2 separate regions of the Mus musculus genome follow, and region 1 is linked to region 2. The links are chromatin contacts, called in public ChIA-PET maps. All regions are on one chromosome and are shown on one strand. The core of a region is the stretch at or near the end of the contact, and the rest is flanking DNA. Distances in the headings are between cores, read along the strand shown.

Region 1 (5,080 bases), core at 124-2,623, 300 kb after region 2:
CCAGGTCAATGGGGAGCACATTTACCAGGTCCAGCCATGGCTCTAGCATAGCTCGATGGACCTGTGCTTTCTAACTTAGGTTAATATATACCATCTCTCAGTATTTTTTTTCAGTATGACTTCCAGTAATAGCTTTGTCCAATTTTTACTGGATTTTCCCCTTTGGAAAGCTGATTTGTGGCTGCCTCTTGAAAGAGAGAAAAGAAAGAAAGAAAGAAAGAAAGAAAGAAAGAAAGAAAGAAAGAAAAAGAAAGAGAGGGAGAGAGACAGAGAAAGACGGACAGACAATGGACAAAAAGAGTAAAAGCAATTTGCAAAGGGGCCCCATAGGAATCTGGTGCTCCCCACAGGGTGCTGGTGCTCCCCACAGGATCCTGGTGCTCCCCACAGGGTACTGGCACCACCCTACATAGAACAGGAACCCTACCCCCATAGGATTAGCATCTGCAATGACAAACAGACACACTGTTTTCAGGAGCAGTAGGGAGAGGGTGCTGTCAAAGAAACAAGGTCTGCAGGGCCATTCATGCCCAAGCGAGCAGCAAGTTTATGGGGATACACTAACATAACAGCTTATTGGACAGCACCGCACTGAACAGTTTGGCCTAGGTTGACTGATCACACAGGGTGATGTTATGTCCTGGGACTGGCCGTGTGCTCATAGTTACCACGGGCCAAAGGAAAGAATGGTAGGAGCCAGAGAGTCCCCTGCTTTCTGGAGATTCCATAGGGACCTATGTGTGAGCCAGGCCAGGCCCATCCTGTTGTTAAGCCAAAGGCTTCTACCAGCATGGCATGAGTGTGACCAGGGTGTCTTTTCCAGAGAAACGCAGCCAGGGTAAGTCTGTCCTATGCAGCAGTTAATGACACTGCCCTTTCCCTACCATGAAGATGCCGGGAGGCATATGAAGTGGTCCAGCATAGCTTGAGCCACTGGGTATGGGGTGTGGCCAGGAGCCAGGAGATGGGACCTGACACTTTGCTACAAAGCCAAAGTCAAGCCAATAATCACAGAACTCAGCGATGTACCCTAGAGCCAAGGGCCCTGGACTATGCCACACCTGTAGCTCCTGATGCCTGGGCTCTGAGCCATGGCTGGAGCAGGGATGTCCTGAAGCAGCACGATGCTTTTCAAAAGCTGTCTAGCACCTGAGCTTGTGGTGCTTGGCATTGCCCACCTGGCCTGCCCAGTCCACGGGCTCAGCTTCCAGCTCTGGAGTCATGGGGAACTGGGCCCATTTCCTTGGGTCTTCGTTGCAACCCAATTGTTTCATCCCCCACTCTCCCAGAATATCCTAAGAACTCTCCAGGCAAAACCACACTCCTGTCCATAGGGCAAATAAAACCGAAACAGCTGCTATATTTAACGGAAAACACATCCTGTTGCCATGACAACCTGTGTTCTAAAATTAGAAACGCCTCACACAGTGGGGTAGCTGCCATAAAGAGAACTGCTCAAAATTGCCTCTCCATCCATCGATCCTCTGCAGGGGAGCTTGGTGCCCCAGCCCAGCCCACCCACGCTGCAACCATCATTCTGGAACCGATGCGGTCTCCACGGTCTGAAGTGGAAGCAATCTCTCTCTGGTTTCCTCCGATTGTGCCTACATTCAGGCTGAGGGGTTTCTGTCCAGTAAGTGCAGGTTCTCCTTCATTAGGAGTCACCTGACCATCCCATGCCAGATGCTTCTGGCATGCCCTCCTGGGGAGCAGGGCGAGAATCTAGTGGGAAGGCAACCAGGAGTCCAGAGCAAGGAGGACTACACCCTGGGGACCCTGGTCATTCCACCTTGCCTTCAGATGATCAGAGTTTTGCCAGTATTTCACAGGGCTCTGTCTACAGCAAGTTTTCACCTCTCAGAGCCCAGCCCCCTGGCCTCAGTACCCTGGCCTGACCACTACACATCACCTAGGAAACTAGGAAGTTGGATACTTGGGAAGGGGGGGGGGGAAATCACTCCTTACCAGAGAGCTTCAGGAAGTCTTTGCACTTATCAGACATCAGGACCCCTTTCTCCTCCCAGGTCCTGGGACTCTGCAGGCCTACTCCTTGTGGTCCCTTGGGCTTGTCCCTGCCCATTGACCATAGGCTCATGCCCATCCCCCCTCCCACCAGTGGATGCTTCTAAGTGAGTCACTGAGAAGTCCATGCTCCCCTGAAGGAGAGAGTGAGATGAGAGATTCCCACTTGCTGTAACCCTGTGGTCATATTCATTTTCTCTGTGCTGGTCTATAACTATTAAGACACAAGAGTGTATGGTCACCCAGTCACGGCCCTGGATGTCTTGTGGTCTCTGACGCCCATGACCGACCCCATGTCATTATTCACTTCCTCCCAAGCCCTGGAGGCACTGCTCAGCCCTCCATCCACAGCTGCTATCCCCAGTGATACAGCACCGGAACCCAGCAGGACAGCACCCTGGAGGCACACATGACAGTGGCTGTCTTGAGTAAGAGCCTCTGTGGTCACTCACCGGAAACCCTCAGGAGATGCTATTAAGCTTGTCAGACAGGGGGCAGCTCCTGAGCCTTCAGGAGATTTCCAGGATGTCCCTCTCCCCCAAGAAGTTAGGTAAGAGGCAAACAATATGAAGCCAGGGTGAGGGAATCGCTTCAGGAATGTAACCGCCAATAAAGCTGCCCAGGGTGTTCTGGTGACATAGCTTTCATGATTTGTCACCTATGCTGGGCTGAGATTTTCAGTGATATGGGTCTCCAAAAGTCAGCCATGTTCCTGTAAGGAATACCATTAAACTCACTGGTGTGACAAACTGGACTCAGATGGACTCCTTTCTTTGCTCTCAGTGCCCCATCTTTCTAGGCGAAAAGACACTCCTTTATGTTCCCAGCACCAGCCCAGGGTGGGAGTGAGGATTCCTGCCACAGGCCTGCTTCTGTTGGGTCTCCTCTGTGGACGAGACATAGTGTGTTGTAGTGAGTTCAGCCTTTCGGCTACAAAGGCCCTGGACGTTCCCAGTGTACTATGGTCACAACTGGAGTTGCTACTATGCTCACCCCAGGTACTGGCTGGTTTTGTGTGTCAACTTGACACAGCTGGAGTTCTCACAGAGAAAGGAGCCTCCCTTGAGGAAATGCCTCCATGAGATCCAGCTGCAAGGCATTGTCTCAATTAGTGATCAAGTGGGGAGGGCCCATTGTGGGTGGTGCCATCCCTGGGCTGGTAGTCCTGGGAAAGCAAGCAGAGCAAGCCAGGAGAAGCAAGCCAGTAAGTAACATTCCTCCATGACCTCTGCATCAGCTCCTGCTTCCTGACCTGCTTGAGTTCTAGTCCTGACTTCTTTTATTGATGAACAGCAATGTGGAAGTATAAGCTGAATAAACCCTTTCCTCCCCAACTTGCTTCTTAGTCATGATGTTTGTGCAGGAATAGAAACCCTGACTGAAGACACCCCAGGTACTTGGTGAGCGTACACTCTGTGTCTCTAGAAAAACAAACAAACAGACAAACAAACAAACACACACATAAAACACCTGGGAGCAGGATTGCTAATCCAGACCTTCACACTGCTAGCTCTCAGCAACTGCCAAGCTGCCCCTGTGCTGGTCGTATGCTTCCTCAAGACCTGTGCCTTGGAAGTGCCACTGCCTGGACCCCCAGCTGTGCACCACTGAGGGACGCAGTGGGCATGCTTGCTGTGAGAAGAGGTCTGAGCCTGTATCAAAGAACAAAACTGCCCACCCTTCACTCCCACCACACCTCCTCACCCCATCTCTTTGGTTTCAAACTGCCAGGTAAGGATTCTAAGGTCTATGGTTTTTAGGGAGCTATGCTGTCTTTTCCAGTACATGTCAGCATATACCCAAGGGGCTGGCATCACTGCCAGAGGTCACTCACAGCTGGTACCAGTGACAAGGGAAGCTGAAAGAGAAGATTATTTCAGTTTATAGTTTGAGGGTACAATCTTATAACAGGGAAGGGACAGTGGCAAGAGCTTGAGGCAGCCGGTCACGTCACAGCTGTAGTCACAGAGCAGAGAGACGCCAATGCTAAGCCTGGTTTCTCCTTTTGATTGAGTGTAGGACCCAAGAGACGGTGCCACCCACATCTAGAGGGGGGCTTCCTTGCTGGTTAACTTCTCAGGGACGCACCCACAGGTATGTTCCCATGGATTCAAAATCATTTCAAGTTAGCAATGGAGATTAACCACCACAGATTTAGAGGCGAATTTGTAGAAAAGAACACTTGAGGTTTGGGACCTCAGGAATGGGGACCTGGTTAGGTGTGTGAAGTGGTTGCTTTGCCAGCATGGGGACCTGAACTCAGACCCCCAGCACATGTGTAAAAGCCAGGCATAGTGGTGTGCGTCTGGAATCCTAGCCCTGTGGGGTGAGGGAGGGAGCACAGAGACCAGTGTTCCCTTCAAGCTCAGCTGCTACATAGCTTTGCCAAACCTGGTTCCAAGTTAGGTGAGAGACCCTGGTTCAAAGCATAGAGTGGAGAGCACTAGAAGAAGCAAGCCCACACATTGCAAGAACACATATGTGTGTGCACACCCACACAATCTTGTGAGTCCATGTGTGTGGGCACACCCACAAAATTGCATAAGCTCAAGTGTGTGGTCACGCCCACATGCATGCCTACACACACACACACACACACACACACACACATCTCCAACAGACTTGGTCCCACCTAACAAGAAGAGTCCCTGTGAGAAATCGCCCAGTGTCACCCATGAGAAGTCTCTTTAGCACAGCCGAGGGAAGCAGGGTCAGAGAACCTCAACCTAAGAAAGCCCACCCACTCCCACTCCCGCAAATGCAAATACGTGAAGCACTGGACACATCCATCTCACGTCTGAAAGAGATGTGGCAGGGCTCTTCCTGGACATGATGGCAGCTCTGACATTGTATCGGCAGTACCAGTAGCAAGTTGCCAAGTCTTTCCTAAGTAGTTATCGATTTGTTTTTTGAAAAGTTGATTTGGTCAGGTTGGGAATGGAATTACCACTATATTTTCTTTATAGGAAGAATGGTATGCAATTATATGAAGAAACCATGAAAACCGCAGACAGAACAGCAGAGAGACACGGAAGGTTGGGAGTTACCAGTGACTGTT
Region 2 (5,376 bases), core at 1,924-4,423:
TTTGGTTTTCTCCCTTTTGCCTCACTGTAGCCTGTGTTCTCGCACTCTTATGACCAAGAATACAGTGCTACTCTCTCGGTGTGTTACTCTTATATGGAAGGTGAGACCTTGACCTGCATTACCTTTGGGACCACTGTCTCCATAATGGCTGTCAGCAAGTCAGGCTATAGAAGAAGAGGAAAAAACAGCTGTTCTCTGCTCCCATGAGGTGTCAGATGTATCCCCTAACTAAAGGAAATGCCTGTTTAAATTTCACAGTTCTGACCATCATGATCAGGAGCAGACCAAAGCAGAACCTGCCCTCAAGGACAGGGGCCTTGGAGAAACCATCCAAGTGGAATCATTCTGTCCCCAGCACTCAGGGCTCCATAAGAGGATGCTACCCAAGATCTCAGGCCACCCTGCTGAAAACAGAGGTAGCAACAATGAAAGGCAGACTGTGTAAATGTGACTTGAGATTCCAGCCAGTCCAAGGGCACTGCCTTCCCACTGTTGGCTCAGGGGACTGCAGTCACCATGTCCTTATATCTACTGCTTTGCGCTTGGGGGCCATCACTGGCTAAGACTCAACATCTCACTTTGGTACAGTAATCGGGCATGCTGATCCATAGTATTGCTCCATTACAGGCCATCTATCTAGGATTACTGTATAAACTATAATAAGCTCAGCTCTCCTTTCCATGAGGAAGCTACTAGCAAGGAGTTCTTCCTGGAAGCCAGCAGGGTCTGCCCACCTTGTGTGATGTGACAGGAAAGATGACTTCTAGAAGGCTAGGACTATCTTTATACTACAGCAGATGCTGGGATGAAGAGCCATATTAAGGACTGGAAATCCAATCTAGCAAATTATTCTAGGAGACATGTTCAAATGGAGGTCCTGGCAACAGGACTTTTGCCCCAGGTTTGTTTGGACCCTACTGGGAAGCTCAGGTTTCATATGGATCTTATCAATTTGGGTAGCCAACAGGTCTGGGCTGACTTCAGAGCAAGTGCCTGGTCCTCAGCATTGACAGGCTCTCTAGACCTCAGGTATCTCTGCAGAACCTTCCTGATGGGGGAGGAGCTGCTGATGCAGAGTAGAAAGAAGAGGTTTTTCTTGGGTTCTAATATATAGTCAACTTTTTAAATGTTACAAAGCTTTCCTTAATTTTTGTTTAAGTGCAGAGCACATTGATATGATTACATCTTTTAAAAAGTTTTCAAAACATAATTATATTTAAAAGTGTGGTGGTTTGAATACACCCAGAGAGAAGCACTATGAGGAGGTGTTGCCTTGGTGGAGGAAGTGTGTCAGTGTGGGGGTGGACTTTGAGACCCTCCTCCTAACCACATGGGAGCCAGTCTTCTCCTAGTGGCCTTCAGATGAAGACGTAGAACTCTCAGCTCCTCCTGCATCATATCTGCCTGGATGCTGCCATGTTAAGGTTTACACTTCTCTTAAAATTGTATTTATCAATGGTGTCCTAATTGCACGATATACTAGGGCAATGGTGGCATACAATTTGTGGGAGTAAACATCCAATAGACAATTTGACTCAATGCCCATGCTACGAGATGGAACCTATATCCAACACTGTTTGGTGACCAAGCAACTTCAAAGGGTGCTCTAAATCAACATGATCAATTGTCACATAAATTCACAGAGACTGAAGCAACATTCACAGGGCCTGCACCAGGTCCACTGTATGTGTATATTATGTATTCCAATTTAGTGTTTTTATGGGATTTCTGAGTGCAAAAGAGTGGGTCTCTGAATCTTGTGTCTTCTCTTGGGCTCTTTTCCTTCTGTAGATTTGTCTCATCCAACTTGATGTGATAGTTTTTGTTTTATCTTATTATATTTTACTTATATATTTTGTTATATTTTTAATCTTTTATTATTATTCCTTACTAATCTGTTCTTTTAAAATGAGATATAGAAAGGAGTGGATCTGAATAGGAGGGATGTAGTGAGGAACTGGAAGGCATAGAAGGGAAAACCATAATCAGGATGTATTATGTGAGAAATTGATCTATTTTCAATAAAAGAAAAATATGCTTATATACTTAATAATAAACGTTAAAGGGGCTAATGAGATTGCTCAGCAATTAACACTTTTTGCTCTCAGATCGGTCTCAGTTCAGTTTCTGGCACCTATGTTGATACACAACCATCTGTACTCCAGTCCCAGGCAATCTCATGCCCTTTTCTGATCTCTATGGATACCATACATGCGCATGGTATACACACATACGTGCAGACAAAATATTCATGTAAAATAAAGTATACAAATCTAATAATAAGAGGTAAAGAATAATAACTACAATGAAAAAAAGAAACTTAGAAAAAAGGTGCTCCTGTAAAGCAGTTTTTAATGCAAATTTTTAAGACGAATGAATGCAGTTTTCTAGAATTGCTAGATTAGATATAGAGAGAAAAAAAATAAGAATAAGACTACAGACCTAGACCACTGGAATGTAGCATAAAAACAAACAAGAGAAAGTAATGAGCAATGAGCAAATGAGCAAGAATAGCCAGTACAGACCTAGTGTGAACTACTGAACCAAAACCCGAAAGAAACACACAATGCAAAACTTAATAATGACAATACTCTAGAATTCAGAAACATTACTAGAGTTCTGAAGTCCTAAGTAGTATAAACAAGAACAAATGTGCATGTAGACACTTTTCAGTAAAATATCTAAATATCAACATAGAAAGATATTTATACAGCACTGAGACAGTAAGACACGTACCCATGAAGAAAGAAAACACGGGTTGATGCTTGGTCTTTTGGTTAAGATCAAGGATGTAATCCTTCCTCTCTCTGAAGACAAGATATAAAAGGAATCTTTGGAGTTAGGAGGAGAGGATAGCTGGGCAGAAAACTACTTTCTAATAGCAGTAGAGGGGAAAGAGTAAAAGATAAAACTGCTGCTGAAGGGTGTAGCTAACTCCATTTTTGTACCTAGCTAAACTTTAATATGAGAGAGGGGGGGGAGAGAGAGAGAAAGAGAGAGAGAGAGAGAGAGAGAGAGAGGGAGAGAGAGAGGTGGAAGACACTTTCAGACTAACAAAAAATGTTTACTGGGGCTTGAGAGATGGCTCAGAACTTAGGAACACTTGTTGCTATTGCAGAGGACGCAGGTTCAGTTCCTAGCCTTCATATGGTGGCTCAAAACAACCTGTACCTACAGTTTCAGGGTATCTGATGCCATCTTCTGGCCTCCAAAGGAGCAGGCACATGGAGCACACATGTATACACACAGTCAGAAAATTTATATGAATAAAATAATTAAAACTAAAAATGTTTAACATTCAGAAACTATGGGTCAGAATAACAACTAAAGGATTATTTCACAATGAAGAAGCCATCTCCATGGTGGAGTGCAATGATCAATGCTAAGATAAAACACTAGTGAACATGTAGTAAACACAGCTGTGCAGGAAATAACATAAAGTTCACACAATCACCAAGACCACTTTTACCACAAGTATATTTCTGAAGACTTGTTTCCCTTGTGTGTGGTGTGGTGTAGTGTAGTGTAGGGTTGTGTGTGTGTGTGTGTGTGTGTGTGTGTGTGTGTGTGCGCGCGCGCACGCGCATGTTTTAAAAAATCACTGTTTGAAACACCTTGTTAGCTTCTTATATAAATACAAATCCCCGAGTACAAAATTTCCCTTTCTACTCTGATACTAGAAAACCCGAACCAGTGCATTTTTAAGGCTGAAGCAGGCTGTGTTTTACTTCTAAGAGCCCATCAATTTTCCTTGGTGCCAATTTCTTTATTCTTGAATAAATCACATGAAGTGTAGCTGTCCTTGAAAACAGAAGGCAGAAACACCAACTGCCCACCAAGGTTGCTGCTTTCCATGGGGAGTAGGCAAGGGACCGCAAAGCTCTGCAGTTTAGTGCTTCTCTGAAGAAGGCAATGCTCATTAGCCATGCCTGAGAACAAAAGCAAGCAAAAGCCTAAGTGATGAAGATCACTGCTGGGCATGGGCTATTCTCTACACACATCATGGACAACACATTTGCATGTCCAAGAACCCTTCTTTGAAATCAGCCACACTTATGCAAAAGCAACTCTGTGAAAAATAATCAGCAAAAGATTGCTTAGTTAAAAGTAACCAGCTCTTGGGTAAGGATAAACCAGTCTATGCAAATAATGTTGTATTAATGCAAATATTATGTTTGTCTTTTAATGCAAACAGCATCTGTTTTGCACAGCCACAGCCATTGCTTTGTAGTTCCTGCTGAGGCACTCCACTGAGTTCCAGCTGCTTGTTAAGAGTGGAGAGCAGATTTTCAGAGAGTAGAACAGAGCAAGCAGCTCTTCAAAAGAACAGAGGGCAGACAAATCCCAAGGCCTTTCTCTCTCACAAAGGAAAAGAAACACAACCAAGAATGATCCCAATCTCTTTTGTAGAGGTTTAGTTCTCGGTGGGGGGGGAGTGGGGGGGTATGGGGAAGGGTCCATTTGTTACTCATATGTATTAAGACTGGTAAATTTTGTAAGTGAATTATGTATCATAACACTTTGCTGAAATTATTGATAATTTCTACAATTTTTCTAGTCAAATTTTGGGAACATTGGGTATAGTATAGTACAATCTTCAACTGAAAATAATTTGACTTAATATTTTCTCAATTTTATCCCTTCTCTTGTCTTACTGTTCTAGCTAATGCTTCAATCACATTATGGATGAGCAGTAGAGATAGTGGGCAGTCCTCTCCCATTCCTGATTTTAATGAGGCTTATTAATAGTCTTATTCACTTAGGATGATATTGATCATGAGTCTGTCATACATAACCTTTATTATGTTGGAATATGTTTCCTACAGTCTTACTTGTTCTAGGGCTTTTATTAAGAATGCATGTTGAATCTTATCAAAGACTTTTTCTTTTTTTTTCTTCCATTGAGATGATCATATGATTCTTGTATTTTTGTCCATGTATTTGGTTTATTACATTTATTTCTTATATGTTAAAAAAATAAAATCAATGAAAAAAAGTTTGGGAGGAAATTAAGATTTCTTTTCATAGATTCATTTGCAGGAAAATCCATTTATAACAACACAAATTAAAAGGGAAAGCTGAATGTGACCAGAGACTAGCTCAGCACCATGCTGTCTGATATCAGCCGAGCCGCATTCTCTACCTCTAGCAAAGAGGCATTATCTGGAACAGCTATCTAGTCAACCCAAAGTTACTCTACTCATTTTTTTCTACCTGTCTATGGAGACAGAGCTTCTATTGTGTGTGTGTGTGTGTGTGTGTGTGTGTGTGTGTGTGTGTGTGTGTTGGGGGACAGGGGTGACCTTTGTACCCATGATGCTGGGACAGTAACTTTCAAAAGCAAAATTGACAGGTTGGGGAATAGGTGGGTTCATG

The links. ChIA-PET counts read pairs in DNA pulled down with a chosen protein or histone mark.
Region 1: a contact with region 2 is called in an RNA polymerase II ChIA-PET map of memory CD8 T cells, with 6 read pairs. The contact joins two enhancer-like sites. A contact is called at or near these places in 1 of 484 Hi-C or Micro-C datasets (embryonic stem cells), 4 of 115 datasets of contacts at active chromatin or transcription factors (T-cell acute lymphoblastic leukemia, embryonic basal ganglia, embryonic fibroblasts and 1 more) and 1 of 9 other capture datasets (embryonic stem cells).

Annotation. Positions count from the first base shown.
Region 1 is chr1:92,370,423-92,375,502 of GRCm38.p6, forward strand. No RefSeq gene overlaps it. Among named protein-coding and RNA genes, the nearest start is that of Gm35992, 6.6 kb to the right of the region's middle. Within about 2 kb of position 1,374, at least 122 of the 459 cell types and tissues checked have an H3K27ac peak or open chromatin away from gene starts, as enhancers often do. A contact at or near this core is called in embryonic basal ganglia and memory CD8 T cells, where this site is marked.
Region 2 is chr1:92,066,213-92,071,588 of GRCm38.p6, forward strand. All of the region lies in intron 2 of Hdac4 (histone deacetylase 4), which reads right to left. Among named protein-coding and RNA genes, the nearest start is that of Hdac4, 110 kb to the right of the region's middle. Within about 2 kb of position 3,174, at least 33 of the 459 cell types and tissues checked have an H3K27ac peak or open chromatin away from gene starts, as enhancers often do. A contact at or near this core is called in embryonic basal ganglia and memory CD8 T cells, where this site is marked.